Linked DNA regions of Mus musculus: region 1 is linked to region 2. The links are chromatin contacts, called in public Hi-C maps. All regions are on one chromosome and are shown on one strand. The core of a region is the stretch at or near the end of the contact, and the rest is flanking DNA. Distances in the headings are between cores, read along the strand shown. Region 1 overlaps Hivep3 (human immunodeficiency virus type I enhancer binding protein 3). Region 2 holds the start of Guca2a (guanylate cyclase activator 2a (guanylin)).

What was found. A called contact is a pair of places that touch in the nucleus more often than the background predicts.
Region 1: a Hi-C map of the N1E-115 cell line shows a contact between it and region 2, with 3 times the contacts expected there. The contact joins the enhancer-like site here to the promoter of Guca2a in region 2. A contact is called at or near these places in 3 of 39 promoter capture datasets (the 3T3-L1 cell line and hippocampal neurons), 1 of 15 datasets of contacts at CTCF or cohesin (the NIH/3T3 cell line), 2 of 484 Hi-C or Micro-C datasets (the N1E-115 cell line and cortical neurons) and 1 of 115 datasets of contacts at active chromatin or transcription factors (embryonic forebrain).

What each region holds. Positions count from the first base shown.
Region 1 is chr4:120,043,531-120,049,908 of GRCm38.p6, reverse strand. All of the region lies in intron 2 of Hivep3 (human immunodeficiency virus type I enhancer binding protein 3), which reads right to left. Among named protein-coding and RNA genes, the nearest start is that of Gm38632, 13 kb to the right of the region's middle. Within about 2 kb of position 4,693, at least 35 of the 459 cell types and tissues checked have an H3K27ac peak or open chromatin away from gene starts, as enhancers often do. A contact at or near this core is called in the N1E-115 cell line, cortical neurons and hippocampal neurons, where this site is marked.
Region 2 is chr4:119,632,864-119,639,240 of GRCm38.p6, reverse strand. Guca2a (guanylate cyclase activator 2a (guanylin)) reads right to left here and starts at 1,509. Exons shown (of 3, transcript NM_008190.1): 1 at 1,416-1,509; 2 at 429-639; 3 at 1-30. The coding sequence starts at 1,490.

The DNA of each region.
Region 1 (6,378 bases), core at 3,444-5,943, 410 kb before region 2:
AGTTCTCGAGATCAACAACATCTGAGGCTCACTTCTGGCCTCTACATATATGCACATGTGCATGAACATACATGCTCACATACACATATACATATAAACATGTACACACATATACACACATGCACACACAGAGTGAGCTGTGGGCTGCTATATTCCTAGAAGTCAGGCTCCTTCCAGGCCCAGTGCTCCTGATTTCAGGGAATACCGTGAGCCAGGCTCTGGCCAGCAGAGAAGCCCTTATTGCTGAATACACCAGCCCTTTCTGCCATCATAGGCCTCTGTGCCTTTTTTTTTTTTTTTTTAAGATTTATTTATTTATTTATTTATTTATTTATTTATTTATTTATTTATTTATTTATTATATGTAAGTACACTGTAGCTGTCCTCAGATACTCCAGAAGAGGGCATCAGATTTCATTACAGATGGTTGTGAGCCACCATGTGGTTGCTGGGATTTGAACTCGGGACCTTTGGAAGAGCAGTCGGCTCTCTTAACCACTGAGCCATCTCGCCAGCCCCGCCTCTGTGCCTTTGATCCCAAGCCAGGGAAGGTAAAACCCTGACCCACAGGCAAAACAATGCTGGTCCTCCTGGTCCCCAGGCCCTGCTGGTGACAAGGCTTCTCCTAAAGGATGGTTGACCATATGTTATCTGACCACCAAACAGGGAGAATGAGGGTCAAAGTCCAGAAGAGAAAGAAAGGTTTCTGCCTGGTTTCCACAGTTGTCTATGAACTTGGACTACACTGCTTTACAGCTGGACCAGTCTTGTGCTCCAAATAACACTACATACTCCTTCATGGCTGCCCCACATGTACCTGTGCATGCCCAGTCTGCACAACCATTCACAAGGAATGGCTTCCTGAGCGTCTTCCACAAAACATTTATTCCCACTGTAATTCAATCATTGCATAATTACTTATTCTCTCCACAGAATGAAAAAACAATCTCAGGGGAAGGCCAGGTCCTGTTTGTCTTGTTACCAAGCCATAGCCCTGCCCATGACATGGTATTAACAGGAATAGATGCTCAATAAATTTGACTTGCTTAATAAACTCATTCAGCCATCATCACCTAGACAGTGAATGAAAAAGTAGCTCTGTCCTTGGGCTGCACCCATGCTCTGGTTTCAGCTCTCTTGCTGCTACTCCCAAGCATTTCTGTCTGGACCTCAGTTTCTTAATCTATAAAGTGGGACAGGGACAGACTCGGCAGATTTGCATGACAGGGACTAGAAAGCCTCCCTCAGTTCTGCACCCATCCCCCCTAACCTTGCCTGTTACCACACCCTGGGGGTCATGTTTCCCAGGTTTCACCCGAGTCTGGGCATAAAAGAAGTATCCAGCAAGGGGTCTCAGTCCAGATGGGGCTCAGTCAGCCCAAGTGCCGCACACCACGGCTGGAAGATGAGCCAGTGTGCAGGTCTAACCCTTGTACATGTGCATCCCCCTGTATGCACACCCAGGTGTCACAACAGGTGTCAGCCAGCAGTGACACACATGCGCTCACAGGGGCAGGACCTGGAGAGCTGGCCATGAGGATGTATCTGCACTGTGTGCTTGCAGAGTACTTGCCCAGGGCTCTAGAGCACTGCATGCTCACCAAGAGGACTTGTGCCTAGCAGTGAGATCCTGGGCAAATTCAGACCCCCCCCCCAAAAGTGAACAAACACATGCACAACTTTTTCCCGGACACAGGGAGGCCCTCTCCCCATCACAGGCTCAGCTCCTTGTCACTTGAGTTGTAGAGGCTGCTGGGATAAGACATCTTAATGGATTGATATATGCTAACGTATTACCCAAGGCTTCTGGAGGGTGGGATTCTAAAATGCAACTCACCGTATCTAAAATCTAGGTGGCAACAGGCCCATTTTAGAACTTCCAGGGGAGAATGCATTCCTTCACCTCTTACATCTAGTAGAAAATCCCCTCTTATCTTGACTAACAACCCCCCCCCTTAAAGCCACCAGTGGCCAGTTGAGTCTTTCATACTCTGCATTCTTCAGATGCTACCTATAGGTATTGGTCCCATGATAACCTATACATTTGTATAATTAAAATATTAATTTATACATATATTTAAAGGACCCATGTGATTATACCAGGTTCACACAGGTAATCCTGGATAATCAGTATTTCACAGCTGATTTCCAGCTATACTCCCCTTCGGCAGAACCAGCTTAGGAGTCTGTGGGGTGTGATGTGGACATCTTTTCACAGAGGGGTCAGCTTTCACTCCCAGACAGCATGAGAAAGTTCAAGAGGAAGGTATCCCAGGAGAGTGGGTAGGTAGTGGAAAGGAGACAACAGGTGTGTGTGTGTGTGTGTGTGTGTGTTCAGAGGTCCAGAACAGAAATGCTTACACACACGTACACACACACACACAGTGTGCAGCAGCAGCAGCCATGGCTTCCCTGTTATCTTCTCAGCATACATCATCCTTTTAAACCTCCCTGTGTTTCCACACTGAGCTGGGCACAGACAGTTTCCACAGAGACTGCAGTAGCCTGAGCAGAGCCAGAAATAACTCCAATGAGATGAAAAGCATCCCCTGCCCATCCCTTCCTCCCTACTCACTCCTCCCTCCACCCCATGGGGGAAGGCCCCACCGGAGGCCCTCTCCCAGACTTGGGAAACAGTCCTCTGCAGCCTGGCTCCAGGGAGACGATGCAAGGGCAGTGATTGGTACCCGAGGATCAGGCTGCAGGGCGGAGCCTCCTCCCTAGCTGCACCTCTACCAGCTTCCAACTGTTTCTTCTCTACCTTCTTGCTGCCAGCTACTGGGATACAGTTCTGATCTTGTACCCAATTCTAAGGTCTGGGGATGGACCTGGGCCAGCCTCTGGCACTCATGAAGAGCCACAGCCAGGGGACTGTTCTCCCCGTGGGCCGCCAGCTCTACCTCTACCCTGTGCCCACCCTCTTTTTCTTCCAGTCTTGAGAAGCTTGTTGGTAACGCTCAGCAAAATGTTCCTCCTCCCAGGCTCTTCCTGAGTGCTCCTGAGAACCAGAGTCCCCTGTAGTAAGGCTGAGCACGCAGGCAGCGCTGTTCTAGGTGGTCTCAGGAGCACCCCACCACCGTTGATTCTGACCTCACATCTAGTTCAGTCGAGGACATGAACGTCTGGGTACTGAGCTGGGCAAGTGCTAAGGAACTCTGCATCGGCTTATCTAGTCTTTACCTGGGAGGACTGGGAGTGAGAAATGGAGACCGGAGAGGAGAAATGGTCGGGTCACACTGCCTTCTCCAGGCTGCAAAGCCCTGAGGCTGCAGCTACAAATCTAACCCAGGGAGGAGGGTGTGTGTGGTGGGGGAGGGGAGGAGACACATTGGCAACAATGACAGATGCCAATGAAAAATTTCCAACTTGCTCCCTGCAAAGCCACATGTGACTCAAGATACCTTCAATTTTGCCCCTCTGTTATATGATGGGAATTCAGTATATGATTTTATTTGGGTTAAAAAAAAATAGTTAAGGGTCTGAGAGGAGGTTCCACTATCTAAAACATCATGAGATAGCCAACCTCAACTCACGCCCAAGCAAAGCCAAGGCTCAGAAAGGGAATAAAGCTGCCCTAAGGCAAGGCTTTCCTTGGGGCACCCCAACCTGTTTCTCTTCCAGGGAAGCTCCATGTGAGGCCCCCTTTGGCCTTTCTTGCTGCAGCTTAGAATCCAGGTTGCTGTGCCTCCCGTTAGATCCCTTAAGCACTGTATACTCGGTGTCTACAGCTCCCAAAACTCAGGCTCCATGACCTTGTCTGCACTGTTAGGACATCTGTGTGGGGCAGCAGGTGCATCTGTATATATGAGCCTGCTCTGACCGGTCATGAGCAGTGACTACATTGGGATCACAGGCAGCAGTGCCAGGCCCTGAGTCACTGTTCCTGGTCAATGGAAAGAGCTCTATATTTAACATCAAAAGCCTCAAGCAGAGTCCCACTTCTGCTGCTCACCACTCTATGGCCTCGAACCGCCCACCCGACTTCTCTGAGTCTTTCCCCTGGGGGGGGGGTGAAGATGTTTCCCGTAAGGAGAGGGTATGGGTTCAAATGAGGTGACCAGTGTGAATGGTCTGAGCCTGCCAGTGTGGGTCACAGTCCCCCATGCCATAATCCTGTTGTAGGCTGTGGATGGTCCATGCTAGAAAGCGCTCAGTGTGTGTTTGCTAAAACCTCCATCTGCAAACATCTGCTGAGCTGCACATGGCTACAGGAAGACATGGGCTGGAGGAAATAAGCAATTTTCTCCAAATACATTTCCTGTGAGGCCCAAATGCTGGGAAGTGGGTTGGGGTGTCTAGGATGAGTAGCAGGATACAATGATGGCTTCTTCTCCAGGACCTCTCCGGGCAGCTAGGGAGAGCTCTGGCAGGAGGGCCTTACCCTGAGGTGCTGGGTCAAAGGCAAGCAAGGGTGTTCCAGGGAAGCAGGATCCTGGGAGCAAGTCCAGAGCCCATTCCCTTCAGCATCTTCATGGAGACAGGAAAGAAAGAACTGAAAATATGCTCATTAAATCTGCATCTGGCACCCGGCTTGGCAGGGTTGCCAAAATTCTGTAAGACTAGAATTAAATTAGCAAATTGGAAGTCGGATGATTTTAAGCAGGCATGATGGAATTCATCAGGGCCAGGTGGAAGCTGGTGGGGGAAGGGGACCAGGAAAGCCCACATCCCCGGGGGTTGGAAAGCCTGGCTGTGAACAGAAACAGAAGAGAAACGAGCCAGACATGATCCACACGACTGAGGTTCACCCTGGGCATGTGGGGTGACAGAGGGCCCATACTGCAAGGTGGGAGAGACAGGAGGCGTGGAAGGGGTGGCTAGATGACAGCCTTCTCTTCACAATGAAGAAAGGAGCCTTGAGGCTGTCTAGGTGAGAGGCAGATGGGTTCTCTGAACAAGTGGCTCTACGTGGGTGACACCGCAGGAGAGTGGCTGACACTGTTGTAATCGCCACTGAATACTTACTAAGTTTGGGAAAACACTAAGTGGAAATTCAGGGGTGGAGGAAGGACCAACCTCCATGGAGGAAAAAAGAAGACGGGGGAGATGTTCATGGGGCACTCACAAGGTGCTAGGCACCAGGTGTGATGCCCACCATGACTCAGCACCACACTAATCCTATACATCAGAGGTTTACTTCCTTTTCTTCTTTCTGTCTTTCTTTTTAACTGTCTTTACTTAAAATGCTCATGTTCCTGAGCACGGGAACTAATGCCTCTGATCCCAGCACTTGGGAAGTGAAGCCAGAAGGACTAGGCCTTCAGGGCTATCCTAGGCTACATAGAAATACAGAAGGCAGCTGGACCTGCATGAAGTTCTGTTGCAAAACAAAACAAATACATATTCAAGTCAGGCATAGTGGCTCACTCAAATAATCGCAGAATTTGGGAGGCAGAGGCAGGAGTACTATCATGATTTGAGGCCAGCCTAGGCTACAGATTGTATAAAGTGAAGCCCTACCACAAAAGAACCATAAATAAATAAACAAATAATATATAAATAAATAAGAACCAAAATAAATAAATTAAATTAAATAAATGTATGAACACACACACACACACACACACACACACACACACACAAAGAGAGTGGTATTATGAGGTTGACAGTGTCTCTTCCACCCTCTCAAATTCGACTCCTCTCTGAGGCAGCTTCCATGAGCACAGAAACCACTCTTCATGTGCAGGGCCACACTTAGTCTGCACTAACCTGAACATGTTCTGGGTTAGCACAGGATTGTACAGAACACATTGCATGGAAGCCTTCTTCTGGTGAGGAGTATACCCTGACTCTCCTTCCTGGCTGGCCCCAAAGGGACACATCTTTCTTTATAATGGATGCAAGACATCCCACACTACTATTTGAGCATAGCCTCAGCCAGGCACGAAGAGCCTTGTCAGTCCTCTGACACACAACATGCTACAGGAAAGGCCCTTACACACAGGTCTCTCTGGATCTGGGATTGGCCTGATTAAGCAAGTATGTCCTCTGAAAGCCTTCATTCACGACAATTGAGCCTTCCGAGTTCCCTAGGTCTTTGCAAGCATTTGATTTCTATGCATCACTATACATTTTTTTCCTTTTCCTTTTTTCTTTTTTTGGCCATTTTTAGGCAAAATAATCCCACTTAAACTCCCAGTCCCTTGGACTTAGTTCAAGTATCATGTGTTTAGGGGCCATTTTCACCTTGGGAGCTATCTGCTTATTTTTGCACGTGGCTGTTATTTTACTCTGTTATTGGAATTCTTTGCATGTGTGATAACGGTGAGCTTGCTGCTTCCTCTGTACTAGGCACTGTTCTAGGCTCTCCACCAAGGTCATAGCATGGAACTGGGGTCCTGTCAAGTGGTTGCATAGTCCTTGTTTATGGCCAAGAAA
Region 2 (6,377 bases), core at 260-2,759:
CACATGTGTTTGGGTCCTGAGCAATGGCCTCTGGTCAAGGAAGAAGAAGTCTTGGTGAGGGACGGCCACCATTTTCTCATATCCCCTGCCTCTCTTCCACTAGAGTTTGGATATCTGTCACCAGCCACCAGGATAATCACAGCAGGCTGATCTCCTCTGACCCTCTAGACTTTCTGCCTCAAATGGGGCGTATGAATTATTGAAGCCAACCAATCAGAGTGCAGCTTTTTACCAGAACAGAAACGGAGTTGTTAGACATGACCCGAAGATGGGATGCAGGACTCCTTTTAACCCCTGCTTCTGAACGAAGGCCTTTCTAAAAGGCTTCAACCAGTGCCACTCAGAACTAGCCAATCAAAGCACACCTCCTCCTCAAGCCCCAACCAATCAGAGGATGTCCTAGCCACACTAGCCAAGAGCGCACTCACCTAGCCTCTGCAGGATCTCCTCGGCGTTGGGTTTCTCGCAGACCGGCCTCAGTGCTTCTGGAAGTGCAGAGTGGCTACTACATAGCTGTGGTGCCACGGGCTGAAGAAGCCGGGGAGCAAACTTCTTGTGACTCACCAGTCTGGGCTCCTGTACCTCGCGGAGACCCTTAAGTTTTTTCACTGACTCCAGAGGAAAGGAGAGGTCTCCATCCTGAAAGAGGCAGCCAGAGCATGAGGCCAGGCTGTAGGCAGCCCTAGCCTGGGTGGCTTGCTTGAGACAATCTAAGGAACAACGTGAGGTCAGACCTCTGTGACCCTGGGTTTGCTAGAGGCCGTAAGTACTGCATACTATCTACCACGTGATCAATGGAGCCGCTTCTGTAGAGCCAGGGATGCTGTGGGTGCCATATGAGCGTGAACTGGCACCCTTATCCGTGGTCATGCTAGCCCAGCCTATCTTTTCCTGCCCGAGGGCTTCCACCTCCAGCCTATCAGAGGCAATACAAGGAACCCAGGGGCGTCCTTTAGAGAATAGGATCCCTGTTTGCTGACAACCCAGCTTGTGTCTGGTGTCACCAGTAGGTATGCCTGACCATCTAGGTTCCCATCGGGTGCAATGGATGCCTAGATTTGAGCCCAGCCACCTCCCTTTTCAGCCATCAGCTTTGGCTGTTTGGGGACTTTAGTGAAGCTCATGATTCTGTTCTGTGAAATGCCACCAACCCTTTCATCCCGGGCCTGCCGAGTCACAATGGGACACTGGAGCAGCCAGACTGCAGGCACTTATTGCTATAGTCTTTCCCAGCTGGTATTTCTTGCTGTCTCCTTGAACGTTTTCCTCTTCCATGTTTGAAGGGAAAATATGGCTGGCTGGCAGGTCTCGGGAGGCGGGGGGGGGGGGGGGGGGACGACAGGTCCCAGAAGATGCCCATCCCTCGTTTCAGGATTCCAAGGATGGGGCTAGACTAAGTAGGGATGGGGTCATACCTGCACAGTGACCCCTTCTACCAGGACAGCCAAGGCACCCAGGAGGCACAGCACAGAGAGCACACAGGCATTCATGGTAGCAGTATGCAATGCAGAGAACAGGCCAGTACTAGTGCCTGGGGTAAACAGTGGGGCTTTTAAAGAGGTTGGGGTTACTCAGTAACCCTGGGGCCTTGTCAGCCTCATCTGCTGCCTGTTGAGCCCCATCAGATAAGGCCAAGTGGAGCCTGGGAGATAAGAGATCAACAGAGCCTGGCAGAGCCCTGGCCTCTCCCTGGGCACTACTGTGACTCACAGCTGGGCTGGGTCCTGGATTTACTCCCGACCAGGATGGCAGATCCAGCCTTGCCCTTGAAGAAAGAGGCCCAGCAAGGTGACTGTGACTACAGTGGCAACAGAGACAGGGCCATTAGCATGGGGGTGGGGAGCACAGAAGAGTTACCTCCCACCCATTCAAAGAAGACCCTGTTAGGAGGAGCAAGAAATGAGCTGAGCCTGGAATGTTCAGGGGGAAGGGAAGAGTAAGTGAGCCCAGAGAGGGGGGAGAACGGGAACACAAAAGCCAGATGAGTCCAGCCTTGGTCTCTGGGATTCAACTTTGCTATTCACAGGCCTGCACTCAAACCCCACCAGCGGCCTGTTTTCGATGTGACTTCCACTCCACATCGTTGCCCTATCAGGTTCTCTGTGCAGACCAATGTGAATACCTCCCTGGTTGGCAGATGCCTTCGTGCTAAGGAGACTATGAGCACCTAAGTGTTCCATGCAGTTCCTGGCACACAGGAAGCCCTCGATGAAGAAGTTGCTGTGCCTGAACAGCAGCAGCGGCTCCTGGTCTCCACTGATGGCTACCTGCCTAGCCCAGTCAGAGCAGTTGGTCCTTAGGCAGTATGGCCCCCTCTGTCCTGCCCTGCCCTGCCCCGAGTGGCTGAGATGGGTCTGTGTGGATCCGGGTCCCTCTAATCTAACCTCTGCTGGGATTGGGGCAAGTCATATATTCACTGCAGGACCTAGAGTGTCCAAGCCCCAGGACCTTAGAGAAAGCAGTCTTGACGGATCCTCTCCTTCCTGCCGATTCACCACACTGCTTGCATTCCCAGTGAGGGACGGCATCCCTAGATGTGAGAACAGTACTAAAGAAGGGGCTGGAGAGGACCCTTGTAAGAAGAAACTAGAAAGTACCTAACCCTGGGACAAGGTCAAGAAACATTTGTTCTTACCAAGCTGTTCTAGGCTGGACTTCTGTTGTCTATTTCCCCAACCCCTACTACGGGGTCATATGCAAATGCCTGCAGGCACTGAGATGCAGATTGCATGTATGCTGAGGTGTGTACACTGAAGGGGTCTTTGTGTGTACAGAGATGTTTGTGAGTACATGAGGTGTGTATTGAAGGGCACATGTAGGCATTCTGAAAGGCATGTGTGCAAAGGTGTTTGTGTGTGCACTGAAGTGTTGTGTGCCTATGTATGCCAGAGTATGACACACTGAGTTATGTGTATATACTTGGTTATATTCATGTGTACACTAAGAAGTCTATGTGCCTATGTGCTGGGGATGTGTGCACACACTAAAGTGTGTGTATGTGCATATATCCTGAAGTTGTCTGTTTATGCATATTTGTGAGGAGGTTCATGTGTTCTTCAGGAAACAGTGTGGAGGGGTGTGGAGGGGTGTGTGTCTGTTCGGTGTGCCAGCAGACAATACATGTGCAGTCCACATGCTCCACATTGGTCTGTTGAGAGGTGACCTTCAGGGCCTAGCAAGGGTGCTGATGAGCAGGGGTTCACAGTTGCAGAGTACCCGTGTGCTGGCTTGGAGATAAACTTACTGATGTTTCGAATACTGATATGAGGCAGAAAGAGCAGGGGACTCTCCCGGGGTGCATGGGGTGACAGGGGCGAGCTGGGCTAACATGAGGACCAGCAGCTGCCTGGTCAGGGGCTGAGTTAGGAGGAGTCTGATGGGTTTGGAAGTGGATGCTGGTTAGGATAGAGCTCGAGTGTGGAGGCTGCTGGGCTGGGTTCGGATTCCTTGTAGGGTTACAATTGAATAGTTTGCAGTGAAGTTGATGGATGGGGCGGGGCTGGGTTTATGATTTGGGTTAGGTCTGGGATGACGTGGGAGCCTAAGGCTGTGCTGGGATTTGATTTGGCTTTAGGGTGGGACTGGGTTAGGGGAACCCTTTTTTTCTGACTCAAGGTGTCTTCCCTCAGTGTGGCAGCGACTGGGGGAAGGGAATAGGGTTTCCTCTCCTGCCGTCTTTTTTCCCAGGAGCTGCTCCATCTGACCTTCAGGATGACGCAGTTCCACACCATGGGAAAGAGGAAGTTGCTATTAGGTCCTATTCCTTTGGGTCTGGCCCTATCCAACACCCCACCCCCAAACTCTGCTCTGAGAAGTAGGAACTTACTCTTCTCTTTCCCACTATGGTGCCTGCCTAACCTGGGGCCAGCTTCAGCCTTTTTACAGGAGACATAAGACCTCATCTGCCTGCCACTAAACCTGCTAGAGATTGGACCTTAGCTGTACCTCTGGAAGCCCAAGCTTGCATCCTGAATCCCGAGCCTTGTCCTCAGCTTCCAGCATACCTCATCTCATCATCTTCTGGCAAGCCAGGGCACTTCCATGGCCTTCTGAGCCACAGCACCATCTAGGGACAACCAGCTACTGTCCCAAACCTGGCTGGCATTCAAGGTCAGCCCCTCCCCCCACCCCCAGGAGTATCTCATTCAACCAGGATCTCAAAGCACTACACTGGGGTAGGAGGGGATGCCAGGGCTCAAGCTCTACCCAGAGCTAGACAGCCCCCAGTGGCAGCTTCATCTGAATTCCGTGTCAGCTTCTGTGATGGAGACTGGTGAAAAGAACAGCTCCACCTCAGAGCTCGACATTTTCTAGCAACTTCCAGGGGCCCCTGAACCCCAGAGTTAAGGTTAAGACCATTTCTACTCCTTTGTGCTCTGGAAGCCTTCCCATGCTACTTAGAGCCACATAGCCTCTGAGAGGTTGGCAGCATAAGCTGCGTGCCCAAAGCTCAGACAAGGCCTGGAATGACAAGGCTTGGAATGGGGGGGGGGGGGGGGAGGGAGGAAGGATGCTTCCATGTCTAATAGAAATAAAGTGGCACGGTTTGTCCCCAGCACAGTTAACAACTGTGGCAGACAACTACTCTGCAATTGGCTGGGCCAAGCCCCAGTGCTTTGCAGCTATGGCTATCAGTTGTCACTGTCCCCAACACAGCTGGCCCTAACCTCAATGCTGGGAGTTGGGTAGTTCTACTTGATGCTGGGGTACCCTGGGCTTCTCCAGGAGACTGATACTATTCCTTCCAACCAACAGATCTGGTTTAAGGGCTGTGTCTGGGTGACCTCATCTGATTCCCATGAAGGCTGGTCCCCTACAAACTTAAATCCTCCAACAGGTCTCCTGCCTGTAAGCCCACAGGCCTCAACAGGGAACAAGGCCCAGAAAGAGCCTGGAGACACTAAGCCTGATCTGTGTGACCTAAAGAGGTGTGGTCTGCATTTTAGTTCAATCTGTGAAGCTTGTAAATGGGTTTCAGAGGGTGTACCAATCTCTGGTTGCCATGAGAACCCAGGAGGCCATAAATGCCTGACAATTCCAGTGTCTGTGAACCTCCTAACAGCTTTGGCAATGAGTGTGTGTGTGTGTGTGTGTGTGTGTGTGCGTGTGTGTGTGTAACTGTATGATCCCATTTTAAAGGGTGGGGGCAGTGAGCTGGAGCTCACTGGGGTTAAGAAACCATATCTTCCCAAGGCATGCACACACATGGCTGCTGACTGTGCACCGTAGAAAGGCACAAGGCCAACAGCACACGTGTAAACACAAGCTTTGAGCACCTTCAGCCCAAAGGGAGGCACAATTTTCAGATTTGCTGTCAGGTGGATTTGGTGACAACTCTGGCCATATAGCTATAAATTCCAGAACCAAATCCAATTTCTGAAATACCAAAGGAAAAACTGACCTTCCCGGGTGCCTCCTATACTTATTCTGGCATCACACAAACCTCCCCTTTGAGGGAAGAAAGAGAAGTGGCCCACCAAGAGTCAGCGATGCCCACTCTGCAGAGGAGAAAATGGGTGATCAGAATGCTCGTATCATACAGGAAGTGGCAGCTGATGGTGCCTGGAGGCCCTGGCCAGATTCCCAGTGCAGTGTCCCCTCCCCCGGGGCCCCACGCTGGTGGGCACTTTTCCTTGATACTTCAGGGGGGCAGCTGTGGAATGGAGAGGGTGTGTCTGCTTGTTTGCCCAGTCAAGTCATCCCCCTGTGGCTGGCCAGGAGGAGATGATGGGTACCCGTTTGCCATCTGTTCCCATTCACACACAGCAGCTGCCTCTTTTTCCTCCTCCTGGAGGCATCTCACTGAAGGCAGGACAGAGGTTCATCTCGAGTGCTTACCCTCATCACACGCATGTGCATACACACACCCTTACCCCTCAGAGGAGCCCAAACGAGACACAATGTTGATGGATTTTCACTGGACTCCTTGTGGGACGTGCTGGGAATAAAGCCTAGAGCTCAGGTCCCTGAGGCCAGGCTGTGCTGGTGGAAGTGGCATTTGAAGTGGCCTTTGACTGAGGGATGCAGACCTGGGAGCACAGGGGTGGGGGGTGGGGGGGGAGGGTAGCTTGTCTGGGCTAAAGCACAGCAGGGCTCCAACAGTACCAAGCTTGGGAATTTGTCTGATGACAGTGAGAAGCAGTTTAGGACCTTGAGAGAGCCACTGTGCATGAGGACATTGCAGCAGAGGACGAAGGCAGGGGGTAAGCTATAAGCCGTGAGCATACAGGATAGAAGGCAGTGCTCCAGCTCAGCAGGTACTAAGGGGAGTGTGGGGGAGGAGAATCGGCTGTTCGTGGCAACTTAGAGCAGAGGGAAGAAGGGAGAAGTTCCTTTGAATCTATCTATGTACAGTACACAGCTGCCATGCGCTTATC